2 separate regions of the Mus musculus genome follow, and region 1 is linked to region 2. A link is a contact called in public Hi-C data. All regions are on one chromosome and are shown on one strand. Each heading gives the region's core, a stretch centred on a gene start, on an enhancer-like site or on the middle of the called end of the contact. The rest is flanking DNA. Distances are from core to core; before and after follow the strand shown. Region 1 overlaps Rps6ka2 (ribosomal protein S6 kinase, polypeptide 2). Region 2 has its middle 25 kb from the start of Rps6ka2.

Region 1 (4,696 bases), core at 1,425-3,924, 74 kb after region 2:
TGATGTCTGCATTGGCTGTCTTTAGTCATGGAATAGGGATTGCCAGGCACACCTGCCAGTGCTGCGGATGAGTCTCAGCAGGACATGCTGGGCTGAGGTGTCTACTTAAGGAGGAGGAGTGGGGCTTCAGGACCAGTGGCCATTGACAGTAGTGAAGACTGGGGAAGGGTGGGGCAGCTTCAAGGCCAGGGAGCTGGTCCTTCTGTTCCCCAAGTGTGTGCTGGTCTTTCCGTTCCTCAAGCATGTGTGATGGGGACTTTGTGTGATGGCATTTTCCTTCCAGGGAATTCTTGGATATGGCAGGAACATCTGATGCGTTGTGTACCAAGTCCACTTGTGGCACTAGCCACCAACGTCCTCTAGGCCTGCCTCATCCCAGGTTAGTGTCAGCAGAGATTGCTGCTCAGATGTGTGAAGGGCCCTTCAACAAGTGTCAGTGCTTTTCGTTGGGTTTTAAGTAGAACTCATCAGAGCACTGTAGACAGCCAATCCAGAATCAGGACACCCAGTCCAGGCAGTATTTGTAGAATTGTTCAAATTGATGAGAAAATGGTAGCTCCCTATCTTCTCTTGGTTCCATTTCTTTTCCTGATTGTGGGGGAAGGTTTGTGCTGTTGACTCTGCTCCTTGGTGGGTGCTGAGTCTCCCCCTCCCATTCCCAGAGTCTCCAGGGTCAAAGCTGGCAGTCTTTGACCCTCAACCCTATCAGGGCATCTTGCTTCTTTCCATGCCGAGGAGCGGTCTGTAGAGAGACCATTTGATTCAAAGGGAAGGGTGGTGTGTGAGTAGCGTCTCCTGGAGGAGGTTGAAGACTATTCAGGCGGAGAAAAGGGAAAGGATGGAATCACAGCAGCCACCGCCAGGGTCTCCGGCAGGGAAGTGCAGAGCCCGGAGGGTAAGGCTCCTGATGCTTCACATGGAGGTGAAGGGGGCTGCCCAGTGGTGTAGGGACCAGGATGGGGTCAGCCACAGTAGAGGTGCCTCTGTGACTCTGTTGACTGAGCTTGGAAGGAGGGAACATCTTGTAAGGTGCCCGTCGCATCCTAACAGACCAGCTCCCCTCACATCCTAGTGGACCAGCTCCAGGTGAGGGGCATTCGAGTACCTGAGTATGGAGAGAAAGATGCGGGAATTCTCTTCCCTCCCCAACATTTCTCCTCATCGCTGACAGTGAGTTTTCTCTCTGGAAAGAGTCCCTTCTTGGCATCCTAAGGACAGCCCCTCCCCCTCCCCATGTGCTTCTTTGTCTGGCGGTGCTTTCCCGCTTTCGCATGGCCTTCTTAAAGTACACCCCAACGTATAAGCAAGGCATAAGTGGCTCTGCTTTGGGATCACTGGGTGTCTCAGTCACTGTCCTGTTGCTGAAGAGACACCACGACCACAGCAACTCTTACAAAGGCAGCATTTAATTGTGGCTGGCTTACATCCAGAGGTTTAGTCCATTGTCAGCACGGTGGCAGTCAGGCAGACATGGTGCTGAAGGAGCTAAGAGCTCCACCTCCAGGTCCACAAACACCAGGAAGGAGAGAGACACTGGGCCTAGCTTGAGCATTTGAAATCCCGTATCCCACTCCCAGTAATACACTTCCTCCAACGAAGCCCCATCTCCTAATCTCTGTCAAGTAGTACCACTCTGTAATAACCAAGCATCCAAATATATGAGCCACTGGGGGCCATTTCTCTGTAGTTCATCACAGTGGCAGGTCTGGGTGAGAAGGAAGGACACCATCAGAACACAGCCACTCTCTGGTCTCTTTTAGGGACAGGTCTTTTCTCCTTGGATGCGGGAGGCAGGACCAGGAGAGGGGACATCTTTCCTCATGCAAATCACACCGTGCATCTGGGGGAGCCGAGGCGTGCTGAGGCATGTGCTGGCGGTTCCAGTTGTCACGTGTGCTGGGAGCCTGCCCCAGTCAGGATACGTAGCCACAGTTAGAGAGAGCGGAAAGGGAACAGAACTGTGAGGTTTTCTGCAGCCAGCAGCTCCTTGCTCACTGAGCATTCTTCACATCCAGTCTGTGGGTTATGGGCAGGCCCACTGTCACACTCCACTCTCAGAAGCTGCCCAGGGGCCCCAGGCACGGTAGTCATAAGGCTTGAAATGAGGTTAAAATGTACTCAATCTAGTGAAAACCTGATATGAAAGACATGGCAGCAATTTTTCTGCGTAACCATTATTCTAAGAGCTGGAAATATAGTAAGAAAAACATGTTGCTCTGGGAAGAAGTGGCTGAAGACTGAACCCATGAGCTGTATCGGTTGTCTCCATAAGTAGCAAATCCTAGAGATGTGCTAGAATGTTCCATAAACCTAACCCCACCCTCAGCCAGCCACTGTTTCGAATAGTCTTCCGAGGAGACATCCTGAGATAAGAAGCCCAGTTAGCCGTGAGAAGACTGCCCAGCCCTGTGTGTTGCAGTGGGGCTGAGTTCTGGGGAAGATCCAAGAATACCTACACAGATCTCAGCAGGGATTTGCACTACTGTCCCTAGGCTGTCATTCCGAGACAGAGGGCAATTCAGAAGCTTCCAGAAGCAGCTGCTGGTAGGCTGCTTCTCTCTTTTAAGTGCCTTGGCTTTTTGCCAAAGTTCATTTACAGTCGTGCAGGGCTCGGCTCAGGTGCTGGGCCTTCTAGCCGTGCGTAAGCCAGAGGTCTGGTGACAGGAAGACCGTGACAACCGGTAGCAGATAGATAGCTGCCACTCCAAGTCTGGAGCAAAGCAGAGAGGGAGAGTCACCATTCTGACTGGAAGCACGCTTGTAGCTGGCCTAGCTCTGAGGCTCCTTCCTGGTCTGTCCCAACAGCCACTCATGATCATGCCAAGGCTGGCCATTCCTCTTAAACTAGCCACTTTTCTTGCTTTGTGTTAAGAGGCCAAACCAAACAAGTATCCACTAGTAAGTGATCAAGGAGCTTGGTGATGGCTCCACAGCACACAAGCAGTCCAATGTGGAAGAGTTTAACAGGCAGTTATTTTAATGTCTGTTGCTGTAGTAAGGCCCTGAAGCCATTGAGTCCATGCTAGTAGAGCCCTGGGCACCAGATCACTGCTGACAACGTTAGGCCTCTGCTCAGGGGTCAGGATTTTGAGGGTTCCTGCACTGTTGCTGTATGCCTCCAAAATCCGACCTGCTGTTCCTTGCGTTCAGGAAACGTCAGCAGACTTCTCACCTGATAATCCAGATGGGCGCCCTCCCTGGATGAGCTGCAATCTGCTTTATCTAGGATAAAAAAAAATGATGTTTTGGCATCTTAGGACCAGCGGTGGACCATCCCCAGTGTCTCACGTGGGGTGGACAGGGTGCGTGATCTCTCTGTGGCATGTGTATCTGTATCTGGATACACGTGACTGAGTATTTTGCCGGACCTCAAGCGATGATGGCTTTTTGGGGTTGTTCCAATATAGTTTCCTCAAACTCAGAAATGTATGTATTACATTATATTATATTATATTATATGTATTACATTATATAATATGTATTACATGATAGCTTCAGGGTTAGAGAAAGTTCTCAACTCTTCTCATTCTACAGAGAGGAAGGGCGTAAGGGTGGTGAGGTCGTGTGCACACCAAACACTGGATGCTGACTTGAGCTGGGTGTTCTACAGAGACCAACATTTAAACTGTCCCACAAGGAACCCCTTGTAGGTGCTTACAGAGTAGATGCTGGGTAGACAGTGATACAACAGAGAATATACAGTTGGCGCAACACACGTCTCGTCCTGTGGCGGAACCTATGGACATTGAGATGCATGGTGGGAAGCCCAGTGGCTTCTGGGAGTGTTGCTAGGCTAGCCTGCTTCTTCCAAACCAGGACACAGGATGCAGGGAACTAGGAGCTTAGGAATGGAGCACACCTGTAGGATGTCACAGAGAGGGTTGCTGTAGGCCTGGCTGCAGATCATTGAGTTCTTGGTGCACGGTGTTCCTAGAGAAGTGCAAATGTGATCTCAGGAGTTAACTGTGTTGTGAGTCTCCCAGGGATGCAGCTCCAGGGATGCAGCGTCAGTTTGTCCCCTCTCTTGACAGCCTTCATTTGCGCCTGTCACTGGAAGCCTGTAATTGTTGGTTTGTGCGGGCTTCAGTAAATTCCTTTGTTCTACGTGAGTCTTCCTTCTGTGCCAGGTTCCCAGCTCTGACAGACCAAGCAAGGATAGACAATAGCACATGTGGGGGGGGTGGGGGGAGGCTGCATTGGAAAGCTTGGAGCTAAATCCATTTATTTTTCTTTTCCCTCAATATGTCATAATCTTTTAAAAAATGTGAAATAGCTAAGTAGACTACAACAAAAGGAGAAGAAAGAGGAGGCAGTGGAGACAGGGAGGGAGCGCGGGAGAAAGGAAGGGAAGGACCGAGAAAGTAATTTACTAGATTCCTTTCCATGAGGTTTCTGCCCAAAAGTTTTCTTCAGTTTCAGAAACTGAATTCTGAAGGTGCCTGTGGCTTCTTTGGTCTGGGTTCTGCTGTTGACAGTCACTGGGCTAGTGAACACCGTGGACCGCAGGGCAGCAGCGTCACACCCATTCTGACAGTTTCTTCTTCACAAAGAAGGTCCACTTCTATCAGGAGCTGAACACACAGCCAAGGATGGAGATGGAGAGACAGAGTCCAGAGTCCTCTCGTTGCCTGCCACTCAGGAGCCATGTCCCAGGAGACCTCCTGCCAGGGTTTCATAGGCAGAGTGTGCACCCAGC
Region 2 (4,717 bases), core at 1,760-4,259:
TCCTCGGGAGCCACAGGAACTGGGAACAGAAGCAGAGGTCCCTGCGTGGGGATTGCTGGCCCCAGGTTCAGAGTGCCACAGGTCTAAGGCTGGCTAGCCATTGGGATGGCTGCCTTCCTTGCCTGCATCCTGACCTGGTCCTGGAGCAAAGTGCATTGTCCAGAGTATTGAGATCTGGGGTTGGTCCCCCAGATGCTGTGGTTCGTGGTCTCTGTGACTCAGTCCTCGTTTCCCACAGCGAGTCCTACCGTCTTTGCTTATCTTCAAGCTCTGTCTTGCAGATGTTGCTTCTGAATCTGGTGTCTGTACTACCTTCATTAGACGGCATCCCAGATTCCCTTCCTGGCTGTGACCTCCTAGGGGCTTAGGAGTGTCTATACATGGGCTCAAGCATTCATGAGGTATAGATGCGTGAGCAAGTGTGGTGGATAAGTATGCATACACACATGAGCATGTGTGCACACATACATCCTGGAAGACTCCTCATGGGATTCTCTGACTCCAGGATTCTCTCTGTTCATTCTGGTTCCTTTCCTCTCACCTTTTCGGTTCCAATCCCACAGTAGGTATGTACAGTGAGCCTCCATTAAGAACTTGTTGTAACTGGCTGACTCTAATAATGGTAAACTCCAACGAGCTCTCTGCACCTCTGGGAAGTGATGAATTCAGGCTGAAATCCAGGGCCTTTGCCGAGCTAAAGTTCCGTAGATGAATTCCTTACTAGCTGGTGGCTCTGTGTCCCATGGACCTCATTCTGTACCGGGCACTACCTAACTCTCCTCACTTGGCCTCCTACTCACATCCCACTCTGAAGCCCTAGCGGTTTGCCGTCTCCTTCCAGTCTCTCCTTTCTTCTTCCAGTCCTGACTCAGTCTCCTTTTTCCCCAAATCTCTCTCCCACCAAGGAACACTGTGATTCTGTGGGCCCTGGTTCTCATCCTGAACTACCTCAGCCCGAAATCAAGCCTTTGTCACGTGGTATCTCCTTCTGCCTGAGATGCCTGGGGAGCCTTCTCTGAAGTGTGCATAATGGGTAGCTCTGGTGAGGGCACAGGCTCGGGGCAGACCCCACCAGTGAGTGCATCATGAAGAAGCTGGATTCCTGAGCCTGCCAGGGCTGCTTCATGCTACGTGGCAGATAAAATCTTAGCATCAAGTGACTCAAGGTTAGCAGGACACAGGAACGCACACCAGCATTATTCCAGCTCAAGGACTAGGCGTTGTATACTTGTTGCTGATCCTGTAAGCCAAGCCATGAGGAATGTGGTCATAGGGAATTCTCACCACTCTTACGTCTGGGTTAGTGCTGATAAGAACCTCCTGGGACTCCTGAATCCTTCTGACATGTTTTGATGCAGTGTTTTTCCTAAAGAACCAAACATCTACCAGAGCATTATGTACAGGAAGGGAATCCCCGGGCCCATGTGCCTGACTTTACAGGGACCCATGATAGTACACCCAAAAGTGGCCCTGCCTGGAGACTCACCAGCAGTTGCTGTCCTTTTGTGATAGCGGATGGAGCTGGCCATGGGCCAGGAGGCTGAGGTTACTCCTGACATGGGCTCAAAATGCCCAGGCCTCTGAGTTTTTATTTTCCCAATTGGAAGATAAAGATATTTAAAGGAATCAGTTTGTCCCAAAATTTTTAAACGCCTCTGTCATTTTTACAATATGGTTTCATGTTTTAACTTGAAACTTGGCTTGTATAACCAAGCACTCTGTTTTTTTTCCCCATTTTTTATTAGGTATTTAGCTCATTTACATTTCCAATGCTATACCAAAAGTCCCCCATACCCACCCACCCCCCACTCCCCTACCCACCCACTCCCCCTTTTTGACCCTGGCGTTCCCCTGTACTGGGGCATATAAAGTTTGCGCCAAGCACTCTGTTTTAAGAACAATATTTTTTTTCAATTTTGTTATTCAAATGTATAACTGTGAATCAAATTATGATCAAAGTAAGCCAGCTAGTCACCACCACTCTCAAGAGGTAGTTAGTGTAGTGGGTTATGTGTTTTCCCCTCCTTTGTGTGAAACTGAGATTGAACCTAGGACCTCGCTTGCTCAGGGAATGCTCTCCCATGGAGTTTTTCATCCCAGCTATGGAGAAACAGTAACCCCCTGTAAGTAAATACCCCTCAGCTTTATCCTGGGGCACACATTCACAAGACACTGGAAATCTGAACATTTTATAGCCACTCCTATCTCTGCCTGAGACGTTTAAAGGAGCCTAAGAATAGATAGATGCTCTAAAGCCTCTTCTGGCATCAGACCCCACTATTCCTGTGATCTGTATCCTGTGTGGAAGAAGATGAACACAGAAGGGTAGAGGGAGGATGAGAATACAAAGTGCCATGGGGCCAGCAGTGAGCATGCAAGTGCAGATCCTTTTAGATGTGTGGAGAAGAAAGGGGGAAGGGCAGGTGGAGGTGGAGGGACAGAAGGATAGTGAGCTGTGCCCAGGGGAGGGGATGCTGCCTCAGGGGAGTGGCCGAAGGCAGAGTAAGAACCAGACCCTCGGCCAGGTATTAGCGTGTAGACAGAGGGGGCATGGTGATGCTGGCAGGGAGTGAGTTGAAGCCCGGCAGACAGATGTGTCCTGGAAGGCACCCGGCCTGAGGCAAGGGAGAAGATCCAATTAGAGGGTGGTCTATTGAGTTTCCACGTTCCTGAGGACCAATGAACAAAAGCAATTTCCTGAGAGAGTTGCTTTTCCTTCCCTCGACCCGAGCCGAGTCCTGGCTGCAGTTGGTGCTAAAACTGGCTGTTGCTGGCTGAAGCAGCTGCAAGGGTATGAAACCAAAAATGCTTCAGGGTAGAGGTTAGATGCACAGGGCTCAGCTTGCTGGAATTCACTGTGTACCCCAGGCTGGCCTCTAACTCATGGTCATCCTCCTGCCTCTGCCTCCTTAGTGTTGGGATTATACTGTGAGCCACTGCACCTAGCACTCTGCATGGTGTCTTCTATCTGGAATGAAGTATGCACTGTGCAGGGGAACAGCAGCCCTCTCAGAGAGAAGGAGGAACAGTAGTGAGACAGGAAAGCTGTGGGTGGGGCATAAGTCCTCTCCAGTCCATCTCCTGTTTATTCCGTTTGTCTCTCAAGCAGGACGTGTTGGCTGTGCCCTGGCTGCCTTTAGGTTCTTCTCCGAGGGGTGGGGATAGAGACTGCAGGCTGCAGAGCCCCTGCAATTTCCACAGTCCCTGCTATGCAAGATGCAATTGAAATTCTAAATGCAAGCTTTGCAGTTCCCTGTGATTCCACCTAATACTCTTTGCTACGTTCTTCAGTATTCTCTACCTGTAGCTTTGCCACCTCTACTGAAAGGAACCCAGCTAAGCGCACTGTAAAATTCAGAGTGAGTTTGTAGAGACGTTCATGTGCAGACTCCTCGGTGCTGTCACAGGAGCAGGCACAAGTCCCAGATTCCTGAAACAGTTCTGAAACATCTTCACCTCGGGAGAGGGCACAGTGGTTCTAGCAGAGAGTATCCAGCGCCAGCCAGTGTCAGCCTGTCATAAACAACACAGCTGAGCTTCCGTTGTGCTGCCTGGTGTGTGGGTTCACTAGGAGGGGAAATGGTACTCCCTTTATTGCCAATTATGTCTCAGAGTGAGGACGGGACCAACAGAAATGGCTCAAGATGGGGCTGCAATGTTTAGTACTGTCTGGGAACAAGGGAATTTAGATCAAACCCATGAGGAATGCCAAGAAAGCAGCAATACTGTTCACACACATGGACTGACAAACTATCAGTGGACCCAACAAGTTTCCTCTTTAACCGCAGTGGAACTTTCCAGAAAAACCTACGAAGGTCAGGCGTGGCCATGTGGTTTCCCATCATAAGCCTGAGCAGTTAGTATTATCATCCGTTATCAGTTATCAACATGGCTGATAGAAAGGGAAGAAAAGGTTTCAGACTTGGCTCAGAATCCCACGCAGCTTCTGGGATGCCACATCCCTCTCTCACCTGTAGCCAGTGAGCCTGGCCACCGTCCCACCCCACTGTCTGCAGAACCCCCAGCCTTTCTAAGAGGCTGCAGGTGCCACGCCTGCTTCTGCAGGTGTTACCTGCCTAGGTTTTCTGGGGCTCTTGGAAACAAGGCTTCCACCTGTACAAAGACAAGGAAATCCTTTCGGACACATGACGACTCAGCCATCGTCCCTGTACCACACACGGAAGTGAACAGGATGGCACATCTGGCATCTGCTGTGGCTCCAGGCTTGAGTGTGAGGTTGGGGTCCTGCGCTTGGATGCTGTCTTTTCCAGCTGTGCTTCACCGCTCCTGGCTAAAACAAGGCTGAGCCGAGCGAAGTTTGATGGACCAGGAGCTGTACCCGCTGTGCTAGTTTGCCTGGGTCTTTTGGATGAGGAATCATGACAGGCTGGTCGCTTTCTCTGTTAAACTGTGTGGGCTGCCAGAATCAAGAGCAATGGGGTGAGCAATTATTTTAATTATTATTTTTTGTTTGTTTTTGTTTTGTGAGACAGGGCCCCACTATGTAGACCTGGCTGTCCTGGAAATTCCTATGGAGATCAGGCTAGTCTTGAACTCACAGAGATCCCCCTGCCTCTGCCTCCTGTGTGTTGGCAGGTGTGTGAAGGCATTCCCTACCACACCTGGCACTGAACATTTTAAAGATCAGTAATTCTCATTCTAAATGCTGGATATTTGAGTTCAAGGGCAGGCCAGGGTTGCTGTCTTTGGAGCAGGG

What was found. A called contact is a pair of places that touch in the nucleus more often than the background predicts.
Region 1: a contact with region 2 is called in a Hi-C map of the N1E-115 cell line, with 2.1 times the contacts expected there. The contact joins two enhancer-like sites. A contact is called at or near these places in 3 of 484 Hi-C or Micro-C datasets (the N1E-115 cell line, embryonic stem cells and nephron progenitors), 1 of 115 datasets of contacts at active chromatin or transcription factors (embryonic stem cells) and 1 of 9 other capture datasets (adipose tissue).

Annotation. Positions count from the first base shown.
Region 1 is chr17:7,216,712-7,221,407 of GRCm38.p6, forward strand. The region is part of intron 1 of Rps6ka2 (ribosomal protein S6 kinase, polypeptide 2); the gene reads left to right. Among named protein-coding and RNA genes, the nearest start is that of Rps6ka2, 49 kb to the left of the region's middle. Within about 2 kb of position 2,675, at least 47 of the 459 cell types and tissues checked have an H3K27ac peak or open chromatin away from gene starts, as enhancers often do. A contact at or near this core is called in the N1E-115 cell line, where this site is marked.
Region 2 is chr17:7,142,817-7,147,533 of GRCm38.p6, forward strand. It overlaps a transcript of Rps6ka2 not described here. Among named protein-coding and RNA genes, the nearest start is that of Rps6ka2, 25 kb to the right of the region's middle. Within about 2 kb of position 3,010, at least 10 of the 459 cell types and tissues checked have an H3K27ac peak or open chromatin away from gene starts, as enhancers often do. A contact at or near this core is called in the N1E-115 cell line, where this site is marked.